Linked DNA regions of Sus scrofa: region 1 is linked to region 2. Evidence: chromatin contacts called from public promoter capture Hi-C data. All regions are on one chromosome and are shown on one strand. Each heading gives the region's core, a stretch centred on a gene start, on an enhancer-like site or on the middle of the called end of the contact. The rest is flanking DNA. Distances are from core to core; before and after follow the strand shown. Region 1 holds the start of UBQLN2 (ubiquilin-2). Region 2 holds the start of RRAGB (ras-related GTP-binding protein B).

What was found. Promoter capture Hi-C pulls out the DNA fragments that hold promoters and counts their contacts.
Region 1: a promoter capture Hi-C map of liver shows a contact between it and region 2, with 8 times the contacts expected there. The contact joins the promoter of UBQLN2 here to the promoter of RRAGB in region 2. A contact is called at or near these places in 1 of 5 promoter capture datasets (liver) and 1 of 47 Hi-C or Micro-C datasets (heart right ventricle).

Annotation. Positions count from the first base shown.
Region 1 is chrX:48,945,700-48,952,488 of Sscrofa11.1, reverse strand. It overlaps UBQLN2 (ubiquilin-2), which reads right to left and starts at 4,427. Exons shown (of 1, transcript XM_021079831.1): 1 at 1,097-4,427. The coding sequence starts at 4,100. The coding sequence ends at 2,226.
Region 2 is chrX:48,285,274-48,291,948 of Sscrofa11.1, reverse strand. RRAGB (ras-related GTP-binding protein B) reads right to left here and starts at 5,365. Exons shown (of 11, transcript XM_021079809.1): 1 at 5,318-5,365; 2 at 3,854-3,887; 3 at 1,032-1,131. The coding sequence starts at 3,865.

The DNA.
Region 1 (6,789 bases), core at 3,178-5,677, 660 kb before region 2:
GGAACTTCCACATGCTGCAGGTGTGGCAAAAAAAAAAAAAAAAAATCCAATTTAGAATTGTTAGAATCTATGTTATAAATTGTGAAAGGAACATATCATTATACTTTATCACTTATATGACTGTCTACCAAGGAAAAACTGAAAAGCATCAACTGAATATCCCTCAATTTAATAGATTTCACTAAACTGCCAATTTAGAATCAACCTATGAAAATACATTCTTCCCCTATATGGCAAAAATGACCACATAGGTAACACACTGAGTAAGAGCTCCCAATCACAGTACTGTTTCCTGCATATCTGTATCCCCTGAGAATAGACTTATTACATATTATATGGGGCTTAAATAAAACTCTCTTAAAGGATGTAAAAAGCTTTTTTTAAATGAGGCAATTTGTCATGTTTCTGGAAAACACTGCAATTCTCTATCAGTTTAAGACAATCCTAACCAAATTCCCAATGGAGGGGGGCTAGAAGGGGAATCTAACAACTGTAAAGTTCACCTGGTAAAATAAACACATCAGAATCACTACAAAATCGTAAAAAATAAAAAAAGATGAGGAGTTCCCTGGTGGCTCAGTCGGTTAAGAATCCAGTGTTGTCACTACTGCAGCTTGGGTCACTGCTGTGGCATGAGGTTCGGATCCCTGGCCCGAGTACTTCTGCATGCCCCAGGTGCGGCCAAAAAACAATTAAAATTTTTTTTAAATCTAAAGGATTTGCCCTAACAGATAACAGATATGAACTCATATTTTCTAGCTCAGTAACTACAGGCTGGTGTACTGGGGCTATAATGTTCAGAGGTACTAAAGAGAATTCAAACATAGAATAAAGTATATATATGTATGACATTTCAAGTGGAGTGGTGAGTGTGGACAATGAGATAAGTATCAGCTAACAAATGTCTAACCTTGGGGGGTAAAAGTTAGAATCTCTAAATCTATACATCAAGATAACTCCAGACAGGGCAAAGGAAATCTTTTTAAAACATGAAACTATTAAAACGAGAGGAATATAGAATAAGATTTATATAATATAATCTTGTGGTTGGGCAATCCTTCTAAGCATGATCCTAGGGCCAAAAGAAAAGGAAATATCCATTTTTAATTTTTTTTATTTTTTTAGTCATTTTAATGCATTTTTCCCTGTGCACAAGAGAAATAACTGATAGACTCAAAAGATACAGTTTCCTTTATACACAGCAGTTAAAAGTAATGCAAACGTCACATGACACTTTCAGTGAAAGTTACATTTCCAATTACAAATCAAAATGCGTATTAGGGTCTCTTAAAAGAAGCTGAGAAGGAATTCTCAGGTAAAAAAGCACTTTCCTGGCATTACTATACTGATCCTTCAGGCTGCACTAAGATTAAGATCATATACAATCAATTTGCAAATGTTGACACAATGCCACACTGTAAGTTTTCTGTACAATTAAATGTATACTTAAGAGATACCAGGATAAACATTTCTACTATATTTTAACTGAACTTGCCTAGCCAACATTTTCACTGAGAAGTTTATCAAAGATGCTGTAAGATTCTACAAAATTGTGAAATACATCAAGCTCCAGAAATATTTCTTATAGTCTCTCTCATTTTGGTTATATATATTCTGCTCAGAGATTCTGTTGTAACATTTCTAGGTATACAGTTCCAATTGTGCTTACTGTACTGCATATAAATATAGCAAAAAAGATCAAAGAATGGTATAAATCTTACAGCATTTTGCTAGCAAAAATACATGCCAAAGTCACAATAAGCAATATTGTACCACAAATTAGAGTTTCAAATAATTTGTTTCTGCTTTTAATATTTTCAGTCTACATTAAATTACTATCATAGTCTAATGTTTAAAATGCAAATAAATTGGACATCTGTAGGACAAAACTTGTTCACCCAACCGTAAAGGTTGATACCAGTTCTCAAAAATCACAATAAATGCAGAATAAAGAAGTGTTTGCATGCAACACCTTTGAGTGAAACAGCATTGATTCCCACCATTCAAAACAGAGAAGGAAGGCAAGAAGGGAGGGAAGAGAGAAGGAGGAAGGGAGGAAGGAAACAAAGAGGGAGGAAAAGACTCCACCTTAAAATGCATATTAGATTTATAACTAGACAGATTTAAAGGAATCAAAATGAAAGTAAAGCACAATTCTGTGTGTTTAAAGATTTAAGAGCCATTATCAAAAATAAGATACATTTTTTCAAGGTACAGAAGTATAATTACGATGGCTGGGAGCCCAGCAGCCTTTCAATGGCTGCGTTGATGTCGCCTCCTGTTGCTATTAGAGCCTGCAAGTTTGCTTCCCGGTTTAAGAACCCCATTGCGTTGAGCTGTTCCAGTTGTTGCTGAAATCTGACTTCTGGATTCGGCAGCTGCGGAGGATTTGCTCCAGCGAGAGCCTGCACCATTTGCTGAATGAACTGCTGGTTGGGTCCAGATTCCGATGTTGGGCTCGTCGTGTCACTGGGTGCAGAGCTAGACACGGTGGGCCCAGGGGGGGTTCCAGAGCCAGTGGAACCAGGGGGACCTGCAGGGCCAGTGGGTCCTATGGGCCCAATGGGGCCTATGGGGGTAAATGGGACTATGGGGCCAATGGGGCCTATGGGTGTGACTGGGCCTACAGGGCCTATAGCTGTTCCCAGCACCCCTACCCCCACCCCTGGAGTGAAGCTTGGAATTAGGCCAGGAGCTTCAGTAGCTAATGTCTGTAGCCCCTGCTGGATCTGCATTAAAGCCTGCATTGCTCTTGGGTTTGACATGGCTGACAGTGTGTCTGGATTCTGCATCTGCTGCAGGAAAGCAGGGAGCTGTGGACGCATCTGCTCCTGCAGCTGAGGATTTGCAGTAAACACAGGGCTATTCAGCATCATCTGTGCAGCCAAATCTGGATTCTGGCTAAGCGACTGCATCATGCTTCTCATATAGGGCGCAGACAGCATATTCTGGATCAGCTGGGGGTTTTCGGTTATCTGTTGCAGCAAGCTCTGCATTCCTGGGGTGCTAAAGATGCTAGCGACATAATTGGCTGCAGCAACTGTGTTCCCCGTAGCACTGCTGGAGCTACTGCCAGATCCACTGCCACTGCTAGTTGTTGTGCTAGTGGTCGCAGAACTCTGGGTAGCCGGTGGCGGTGCCCATGGATTGGGTAGTGGATCTCGATTTTCTGTGCGAGAAGGCTGCGTACCTTCCCCAGAAGAGGAACTGTTCCCCACCGAGGCAAACGGATTACCCCCAAACTGCTCCTGTGCGGCATTCAGCATGGGTTCTTGAATGTCAGTATACATGCGCCGTAAAGCATTGTAGCCACCTGGGATGCTTTCGAGATTGCTGAGAGCCAGGTCTTGATTTCTCATCATCTCTTGCATCATAGCTGGATTCCTGGCGATTTCGAGGGTCTGCCTCATTATATCTGGGTTGTTAAGCAGGTGACTTATTTCTGGGTTTCTTTGAATTAATTGTTGCATCTGTGGATTGGCCATAATGAGCTGCCTCATCAGATCAGGATTTGAAAGCATGCTCTGAACAAAGGGATTTTCCATGATTTGGATCATCATCTCAGGGCTGGACAGGAGCTGCTGCTGCATCTGGTTCTGGAGCTCAGAGAAGTTGGTCGAGCTTAAGCCCAAGCTGCTAAGGCCTGCAAGTCCTCCCAGGCTCCCCAAACCAAACGGGTTGCTATTTGTGGAAATAGGTGTGGAGTTACTCCTGGGAGTCGACGCGGTGGTAGTATTAGTTCCCGCGGCACTATTGGGCTGTGTGGACTGACCCTGAGGTCGGTTCTGGCTTTTGATGACAAGGTGAACAGTCAGTCCATCATGGATGCCATGCTGGATCAAGGTATCTTGATCTTTTAAGATTTTTCCGGCAAAAATCAGCACTAGCTGATCGGTTTGGGATTTGAAGCGTTTCGAAATCGCTTCTTTAAACTGTTGGACTGAGCTGTTCTCGGGCACTGCGAACTCCTCTTTCTCTTTGGGGGTCTTCACAGTGACTTTGATGATTTTAGGCTCCGCCGGGGCAGAGGCCGGGCCTTGCGCCGCAGCAGAGCCGCGGGAGGGGCGCGGGGGGCCGCTGCTCTCGCCGTTCTCAGCCATGGCGGCCGCGGTGACGCAGGCAGACAGGGAAGGCGCGGGCGGGCGAGAAAGAGAGCGAGGGAAGAAGGAAGGAAGGAGGCACCGCCGCAGCAGGCTGAGCCGGGCCGGGCGGGAGAGCGGAGCACGGTACCTCTGTGTTGAAGACTGCGGTTCCCTGGTCCTCAGATGGAGAGAGGGCTCCGTGTAGGCCACGGACCGAGGTTTCGGCGTTCAGGTCTCTGGGCCTCCGCCGCCACTGCCGCTGCCGCTGCCTCCGCCGCCGCCGCCGTGTGATCCCACCCCCACCCCGCGCTCTCCCAGCAGCTCCCGCAGCCGCTCCGCCCGCTCCTCCCCGCCCCTTCCCCTCCCCCCAGTTCGGCTCTCGCCTCCCTGCCCCCGTCTGCTGACGCGGCGCCAGGCGCAGAATGATAGATTCGACTCGGTCAAAATTAAAAACTTCTGTTCTGGAAAAAAAAAAAAATGAGGGAGAGAAAGAGAGTGAGAAACAAAGAGAGAGGAAAACAGGAGAAAGAAACAAAGAGACTAGAGAAGACAAGAGAAAAAAATACGGAAGGGGGACGGGAGCCAGTTTCTATAAAGGGAAATAAAGACTAATGGAGAAAATATACATGTATTTCGTAAGATATACATATATATCTATACATAGATATATAGATGTTCCGTTAGAGTGAAGTGAAAGAATGAAAGCCTGAATCGAACCCAACCCAAGTAAAAGATTAAAAATAAAGAACTCTGACAAAGCAAAAAGGAAAAGATTAACACCCACCCCAACCCACCTCTCACCCTAGGGTGAAGAGAAGAGGGCTGGGCAGGATCCTGCATTTTACAAAAGAAGTACAAATGGCAAATGGGCATATAAAAAGATGATTAAGCTCACTAGTAATGAAAGACATTCAAATTAAAACAAGGAAATTCTTCTTTTACTGGCAAAGATGAAAAATAATAATAAATCTTTGAGAGAGCTGAGAAAATGCACGCTTATGCCAATTGAAATGTAAATTGTTATAATCATAAGATGATTTTAACATATATATATCAACATTTTATATAGTTCCACCTCTGTTTGGAAATGTCTAATTTAGAGACCTCACCTATGAAAATAACAAAATAGGAATGCAGAAATGCATATGTATAAAATCTACACTCATTGCAGCATTTAAAATAAATATTTAAAAAGGATAATCAGTGTCTCTTTACACAGGATTGGTCAGATATATTATGATATTACCATAAAATAAAATAATATCCACTATGTTTAAAAATGGGTGGTTAATTTGTATGACATGAAGTATCTTTAAAGGAAGATATGAAATAAACAGTAGTTACAAGGAAATTACAGAGTATTTTCGCTTTGTATATTTCCATGCAGTTAGAAATTATACAAGCATGTATGGTTCAGTACCAAAAAACACAGTAAGTATATTTTTACTTTAGAACAGTTTGCATGTGTAAACTGTCTTTGAAGACTGTATGTATAAAAGTAATCAAGAACACTGTAGGCCAATATGAAAATGGTGGTTATTGGTGCTCAAATTATGAATAAACTATCTTTTTAAAATAAAATTTAACTTTTTCTGATGGCCTCCGTAAGTATACCTTGCATTTACAGTTTTAAAAGATGAGAAATTATTTTACTAAAAAATTGTAGATGGCAATTGGCAGGCACACAATAGTAGTGGCAGCTGTTAACATATTTATCTAATTTAATTACAGATTAAGTAAGAGAAATACAAAGATCTGTCACTTGACAGATAGAACATATAATTTCAAGTTTATGTATAAATTTCTGACTCTGATTTATGTTATGCAAAAAAATACTTTTCCGCCTACTATCCAGCCAGCATTTAACAGCATTAGGTCACAAATAGCTTAGTAAATCTCAAGATAAGAAAAGCATAGGTATGTGATGTCTATTAATAGAGAAATGGATTAACATAGTAAGGATTAAAGTGGTTATAGAATACAAAGGAATGAGCTACATCTAAATATATTTATACATATAGATCTCAAAAAATTAGCACAACACTCTGGCATTTATAGATGTATTCATATGTACATGAAGCTATTGAAAATATACCAGAATGGTTCATACCAAACTTGCACCCATGAAAAAGAGGAAATGAAATAGAACATTGAACAATAATTAAAAGGAAATTTAATTAAACCTGTAAAAATGTATTTTGTCTTATAAGTAAAAGCAAGTATGGCAAAAGAGCAATAGTTAATTTTAAGTGGTAGGGATATGAGTGTTTGTTAAAACACTTTTTTTTTTTAGATTCTTAATTTTCTCCAAAAAAGATTAAGAAAATATGAAAAATCATCATCTTTTTTCATCAATAGAACAAAACTATATATTAATAACGAAAGTGTGAATGAAAAATTCAACCACTTGAAAATTAAAACAAACACTTTTGGGACAAAGTACAAATCAGAGTTCTTAAGAGTGAATTTAGAAAAATGATGAGAATATATACATTAATAATTATGATGAGGATCTCATGAAAAATACAGATTTCTTTTTTTCTCTCTTCTTTTTGTCTTTTTAGGGCCACACCCATGGTATATGGAAGGTCCCAGGCTAGGGGTGGAATCAGAGCTACAGCTACCAGCCTATGCCACAGCCACAGCAACACAGGTTCCTAGATGCATCCACGACCTACATCACAGCTCACCACAATGCTGGATCCTT
Region 2 (6,675 bases), core at 4,116-6,615:
AGAAAGGGTACCAACTAACAGAAATAAAGGGTAATAGACTCAGGGTTTTAACTAAAAATTAACCTTAAAGCTTTCCCAATTATGAGTTTATACTACACTCCAAGCACTTTAAGAATAGAAATAAAGTTTCCTTCTCTTTTGTATCCTAGGATCTGGAACATCAGGTGTTTTAAAGTGTCTGTCTTTCTTACAACCAAAGTGAGATACCTTATGAAGTAGTGGGTGTCTTGTCTCTAAGTGTTCAAGATGCGAGCAACCCAGATCAGGAAAATTTGAAAGCCAGGTAGGGCAATGGTTTCATCACCTAGAGGCTAAGGACCAAGGAAGAATCCAGAAATGCTTGAATGCTACAAAATGAAATGGCATTATAGCCTAAAGTCAGAAAGGGTCTCCCAGGAGTAGAGACCCACTGAACTGGCAGCCATGGCAGCCCAGGCAGCTGATACTAAGAAGCCAGATTTAATATTCAAACCATAAAGGGTGATGAAACATTTTTCAAGTCAAAGCTAGAACTCCAATTAGAACTTCTATTGTGTATCCAGAAAGAGAAGCAACAGAGTACAGGTCTGGGTAACTCCCTCAGACAGCCCCCCAACCCAAGCAATTTACCCTTTAATGAAGACTACGATTAACTACTGCTTTTTAAAAAAACTTAGGTTTTATTGCTATGCTTGTTAATACCTAGCAATTAATTTTCCTTTAAATAATAAGAGTTAAAAAAAATCCCCCCCCTTGCAAAATGAACAAACAAAAGGGCCTCTATGCTTGTTTGAGAAAGAGCAGGATAAAAGAGAAGTTGAGCAAGGGTATCCCACTTGGTAAGCAACCTAGAAAGGAAAGAACCTCCCCAAGAGAGCAAGTGGTAGTAACAGAATTAGGTCACAACCCTCTGAGAAGGAATGAAAAAAGGGAAACATGCTCAAAAACAAATCTGTCAATCTCTGCATCCCCAAGTTACTGCAACCAAGTGTGTTATGCAGATTATTAACAGTTAAGATCACCTGACTTTACAATAAGACAAAACATCTTACTTGTTGCACCAAGGCGACGTGTGTCTCTTGCAATATAATTTGCAAAGATAATAGACCTCATGCTGGTCTTACCAGACCCACTTTTACCCATCAACAGTACCTAAGGACAAAATGGGGAAAAAAGAAAGGAAAGGAGTCAGCAATCACAAGCAAATAAGTCTAAAGGAATCTATTTCTTTCCTGTACTAAAGTGGCAGTACTAACAACCTGGTGTGGATATCATAACTAACTAGTTACCCCAGCAATGGTGAATGCAGAGGTACCAAGAATTCCAAAGGCCAGACACTTACCTGTCATAAGTCACACATTTTTCTTGGTGATAGAATCACAATGAATTTATTATGCTATTAATATATACTATCATACATTCAGAACTATGTTAGAGAAATACCAAGTTGAGAGGAAATTCTCATAATCTAATGTTTTGTGTGCTGAACTACCTGGCAGGATATTTCAGATTAGTTGATAGCTCTTCCTCCTGCTCAGGGTCAAACTCACCACCTCTGCCCTTGATCTCATCTCTTCTACTTACCTTCATAATTTTGGTCCATTAATTACTCTTTTTTTTTTTTTTTTCTTTTCAAAAGTGTCCTACCGCCTACAGGATCAAGTATTTCAATTATGTTCAAGACCCTCCTTGATCTGGCTTATCTATTCCTCTCCCCTTATCTTCTGAGCCTCCTAGCCTGGAACTTGTAGAATCTAGTCATAGTGTACTGAACTGCTTATAGCCCCTTTGATTGCTCAAGGTATCCAAGGAGCCCAAAGTCTTTCTTTCATGCTGCATTCTCTGCCAGTAACTTTCCACTCCCTTTTCTTCCTTCAGCTAAGCTCCACTTATTCTTCAAGACTTGGTTGAGTAATCATCTCAAGACCCTTCTCTGATCACAATGCCCTAGGCTGGCTTTGGTGTGTTTCACTTATGTCCTCCTATGGCACTCTTAAGACACTGCAAAAACCACAATTCTTTATACTTATCCAATTTTTTTTTGTTTTTGGTCTGTCACAAGACTCTGAGCTCTTGAATGGCAGGGAGAATCCCCTTTGAGTCTTCAGTGCCTAACATGAATGAGCAAACTATCAAAACAAAGCAATTTTTTAACATTGAGAATTGTCCAATGGAAAGGGTGAAGGTATTCATTCTTGTCAATGACAGCATTTAACAAGACAGAAAAACACCTATCAAAGATCCTGTAGATTCTTGTACTAGGAGGGAATTGGGTGAGGTAACTTTTAAGAGCCTTTTCTAACTTAAATTTTATGAAATATAGTTCCAATTACCTTGCTTTTCAAATAAGGGGGTGTATGTTCTATCTTCTATTCTAAGATATTTTATAAAAAGTCCTAATTACAAATATAGGGAGTATTAATAAAAATGTTCTGCCCTCAAGCTCAATTTAATCTAACTATTTAGCTATTTAAATTCTATCTCACTAAAGAAATATTCCTGAGGAGCTAGTCTAAAGTTTTAAGAAAAAAATATTTTTATTTCTAATCACACACAAATTTCTGGTATTTTTAGCTGTCCCTATTGATAGAAACTTTAGACAGGCTCATCAAGAACATTTCCTTAGCAAACTGAAATTATATAACTGAAGTATTAGACAAAGTTAAGGCTAAATATAGTACATTTTGTCTGTTAATTGAAGTATAGCTGATTTACAATATTGTGCTAGCTTCGGGTATACAGCATAGTGCTACTTTTTCTTGCAGATTATATTCTATTATAGGTTATTTTTACTTCACAAATTATATTCCATTAGAGGTTATTACAAGATATACTGTGCCACATAGTAAATCTTTGTTGCTTATCTAGTTTGTGTATAGTAGTTTCTGTTAATCTCATACACCTAATTAGTCCCTGACTTCTTCCTCTCCCCTTTCATAACCATGTTTGTTTTTTTTATGTCTGAGTCTGTTTCTAGTTTCTATATAGAGTCAGTTGTATTATTTTTTAGATTCCACATGTAAGTGACATCATATAGTATTTTTCTTTCTCTTATTTCACAAAGCATAATATTCTCCAGGGCTATCTATATTGCTGCAAGTGGCAATATTTTATTCTTTTTAATGGGATTTTATTTTTTAATTTAAAAAATATTACTTTAATAGCTTATGAAAAACTTATCAAGGCTGACTGTATTAAGTACTAATCTAAGTGCTCTACCTACATTTGCTCATTTAAACTTCATAACAATCCTATGAGGTAGGTAACATTACCATTTTACAAAGGAAGAAACTGAAAGCCCAAAATGTTCAGGAATTTGCTCTAGAGCTGTGCTCCTATCGATTCTTCCTAAACTCCAAGGTGGAGCACAGTACCATAAGAGTGCATGAGACGGAGTGTTCAATTCCATTTGAGGAATTCATATAAAACCTTATTGTGGTAACATGTGAGTAGGGGTTATCATAAATGTGCAGGCAGAAGTCTGTGTAGTGTGTGTATATGGCTTGCACAAAATGTAAATTAATTTGTAAACTTGGAGAAAAACAGATTCTGCATGGCTATGATAAGATGCATAGGTGTGGCAGATGGTTCAGCCAGGAATAGATTTTTAAAGTGCATTCCATGAGATGAAGCCACTTGGATTGTATTCTATGGGCTTCAGGAAGTTATAAAAAGTTAAGGATGTAAATGACCCAGATTTATATATTAGAAAAATTAAACCTGATAGCAAAGAAAGGAACAAGACTCAGGGAGAACATGTAGAAGGTTCCTCCAATAGTCAGGAAAGATGGCAAATATGCATCACAAATATATTTGCTAAACAGTAATTTCTTACCTTTACCTTTATGTTTCTGATGTACCTAACGCATCTTACCTTTTTCTTCATGGCTGTGTTTGGTAGCACCCATCTGTAGATATAAACCAAAAGACAGAGTCCATAATCCAGTTGCCTTAGAAATAGGAATTAAAGAGATACTAAAAAATGTGGAGGTGCAAAGGAGACATTTATAGCACAACAGCTGAGTATAGCTATGTGGGGAACCTCAGTTAGGTAGAGGCCCTGATTTTCCTAAATTATAAAACTGGGTTTATGCTTTGTCTCCCCTAATTACATGCTCAGGAGATAGCTACTAGGAATATGGATTTAGAAATATAAATGTCACTAAAATTCAAGATTAATTTTTTCATCATCTTAAGAAATTTATCAAAGAATAATTACAAATGCTGTAATAAATCAAACAATATTGTCATATTTGAATACCTTTTTAAAAAGTCAGTATATTTTAAAAAAAATCTTTAGTCTTTCATCTGTTCTTCCAAGCAATATTTCACTCATCAAGGGCACAAAGCATATAAAATACAAATCTCAAATTTGTACAAATTGGCACAAAAAGCACTCCCAAGGAACTGATCTCTGCCCATGAAATGCCAACCCTATTCCTAGTCTAATCCTCAACATGATGATGTCAAATCTTCTTTATTGATAATTCAAAGCAATTCTGAACTTCCCCTCCCCAGAGTGATATTCAGGCATGTCCCAAGTGTTGTTTCTGACCAGTTAGCAATCAGTCCTCTTGCCAGTTTATCCAACCACCAAAAGCAACCTTACTGGTAAATCGAAGCGTCAAAACAATTTATCACGGGTGAAACATTCTAATTCACTGTATTTTCTTTAGTTAGAACGCTCCCTCCCCCCTCCAGGTTTGACATAATACCCTTCACCCACCCAAGCGATCCTTCCGGTTCCCCTATGGGAGGATCCATTCTCGACCCCACATTCTCTTTCTCCATCTTTTTCTCAGAGTCAGATTCTTCCATCGTGCAACAAGTCCTTTCCAGTCCCTTCTAAATCCGCAGTACTCTCCTTTTTTCCCCTTGTTCACCCCCTCGGCCGCCTATTAGCGTCGCCGGCGGCCCTTAGGCCTCCTATACTCTTGCCTCCGCCTTGTCCACTGGGGGGCTGCTATCCCCACCGTTACCTTTAGCGCCCCGAACTTGGCCTCAAGCCACCTCAGAGCTGGCCGGCTCAAAGGCTGTGATTCAGTGGTGCAAAGGAAGAGATGGAGGATGAGAGGGAAGGAGGGACGGGGGAAGGGGGTTCGTCTCCAGTTTGGGCCTCAGGCCTCAAGGTCTCGAAACCCAAAGGGGACTTCACCCGCAAAGAGGTGGGGACGAGAAAGGCGGAGGTGGCAGAAAGAGCAGACCCGTGCTGAAAGCACTAAGCGATGAATGTTTCAGCCAGCTTGTGGTTCCTGAGCCTGGCCGCTCGGCAGAGTCCGCCGGCGACTGCGGCGGATACGACCTAACCGCCCGCCCTTCAGGAGTGCAGGTACCTCACCACAGCCACCCCACTGCAGGCCAGGATCACGTGGGCACCTGCCGTAAACCCGGAGCCTGTCACGTGACTTGCCGCTTCCCTAGGGGCGGGTAGACTGGGAAGAGTACCATAGAGACTGCGGGGAGAAAGACAGAGTGCCTCCTGTCTCACGTGGCCCTGGCTCTTGCTAAGCCAGTGGCACCGCAGGGCGCTGCCAACCTGAAGGGGCTGTAGTTGTGGTCCACTTGGCCCCGCTGCCCTCCCACGCGGAGAATTAAAGGAGCTGGTTGCAATTTCAGTGCTTCAAATCTAGCTTTCCCCCCCCCAACTATTTCACCCTTAACGATTTTCAGTGGGGAAGGCACAACATTGCCTTTTCTCCCTGTTTTTTGTCTTTGTTTTCCTGTTTTTATTATTAGTCCTCTTCCTGTAGCTGAACTTGTAATTAAATGAGTTAATACATCCGAAGTGATTATAACTGTGTCTTCCACATAGTGCACAATAAAAATTATTGCTGGGACCAGGGATTCATCAGGAATTTTAGGACTTACACTTTCCACTTGTTTAAAACTTAAAGGAAAACAAATTACACAGCATGGTAAGAAGTCAATAGACAAAGCCTAGAGGTGATGACTGAAGGACCACTGGTAGGCAAATTAATACCCTATTTAGATGTAGAGACTATAAGAAAAAAACAGCCAGAGTAGTTCAAAGGGGTTGCTTCTGGAGAGAAGCAGGGGATCTAGGAAGTGAGCCGACTATTGCTTTTCATCGTAATCCCTTTTGAACTATATATGTAATATTTTATATATAGTATATATACAGTATATTGTGTATATATACACTATATACAGTGTGTGTATATGTATGTGTACACATATATATATATGGTATATTTTCCTTGTAAAGAAAGAAGGACTGGAGGGAGGAGGGCGAGAAGGAAGGACAGATGGAAGTAAAGAAGAAAAGACAGGGAAGAAAAGAAGGAAGGGAGGGAAACTGAGCAGAAACAAGGTGTGCTCTTGACCTCAGACTTTCCTATTTGCCATGTTATATGATCCTTTCTTACCACAAAGGACATGCTTCAAGAAAAATTCATTCTATTCTGACCCTATCACTTGCTAAATCTCCTCCCTCCTCTCTACTACCTCCTGTCAAACCAGCTCTTGTTTTAGGTTCCCTGTGTGGTGAAAGACCCTGAGTCTCGAACCAGGAAGTCATTTTACTATTTTTTTCTTCCAGTTTTATTCAGATGTAATTGACACACAGCCCTGGGTAAGTTTAAGGTGTACAGCCTAATGATTTGACTTACATAAATCATGAAATAATTATCACAAGTTTTGTGAACATCTTTCTATCATCTCATATAGGTACCAAAT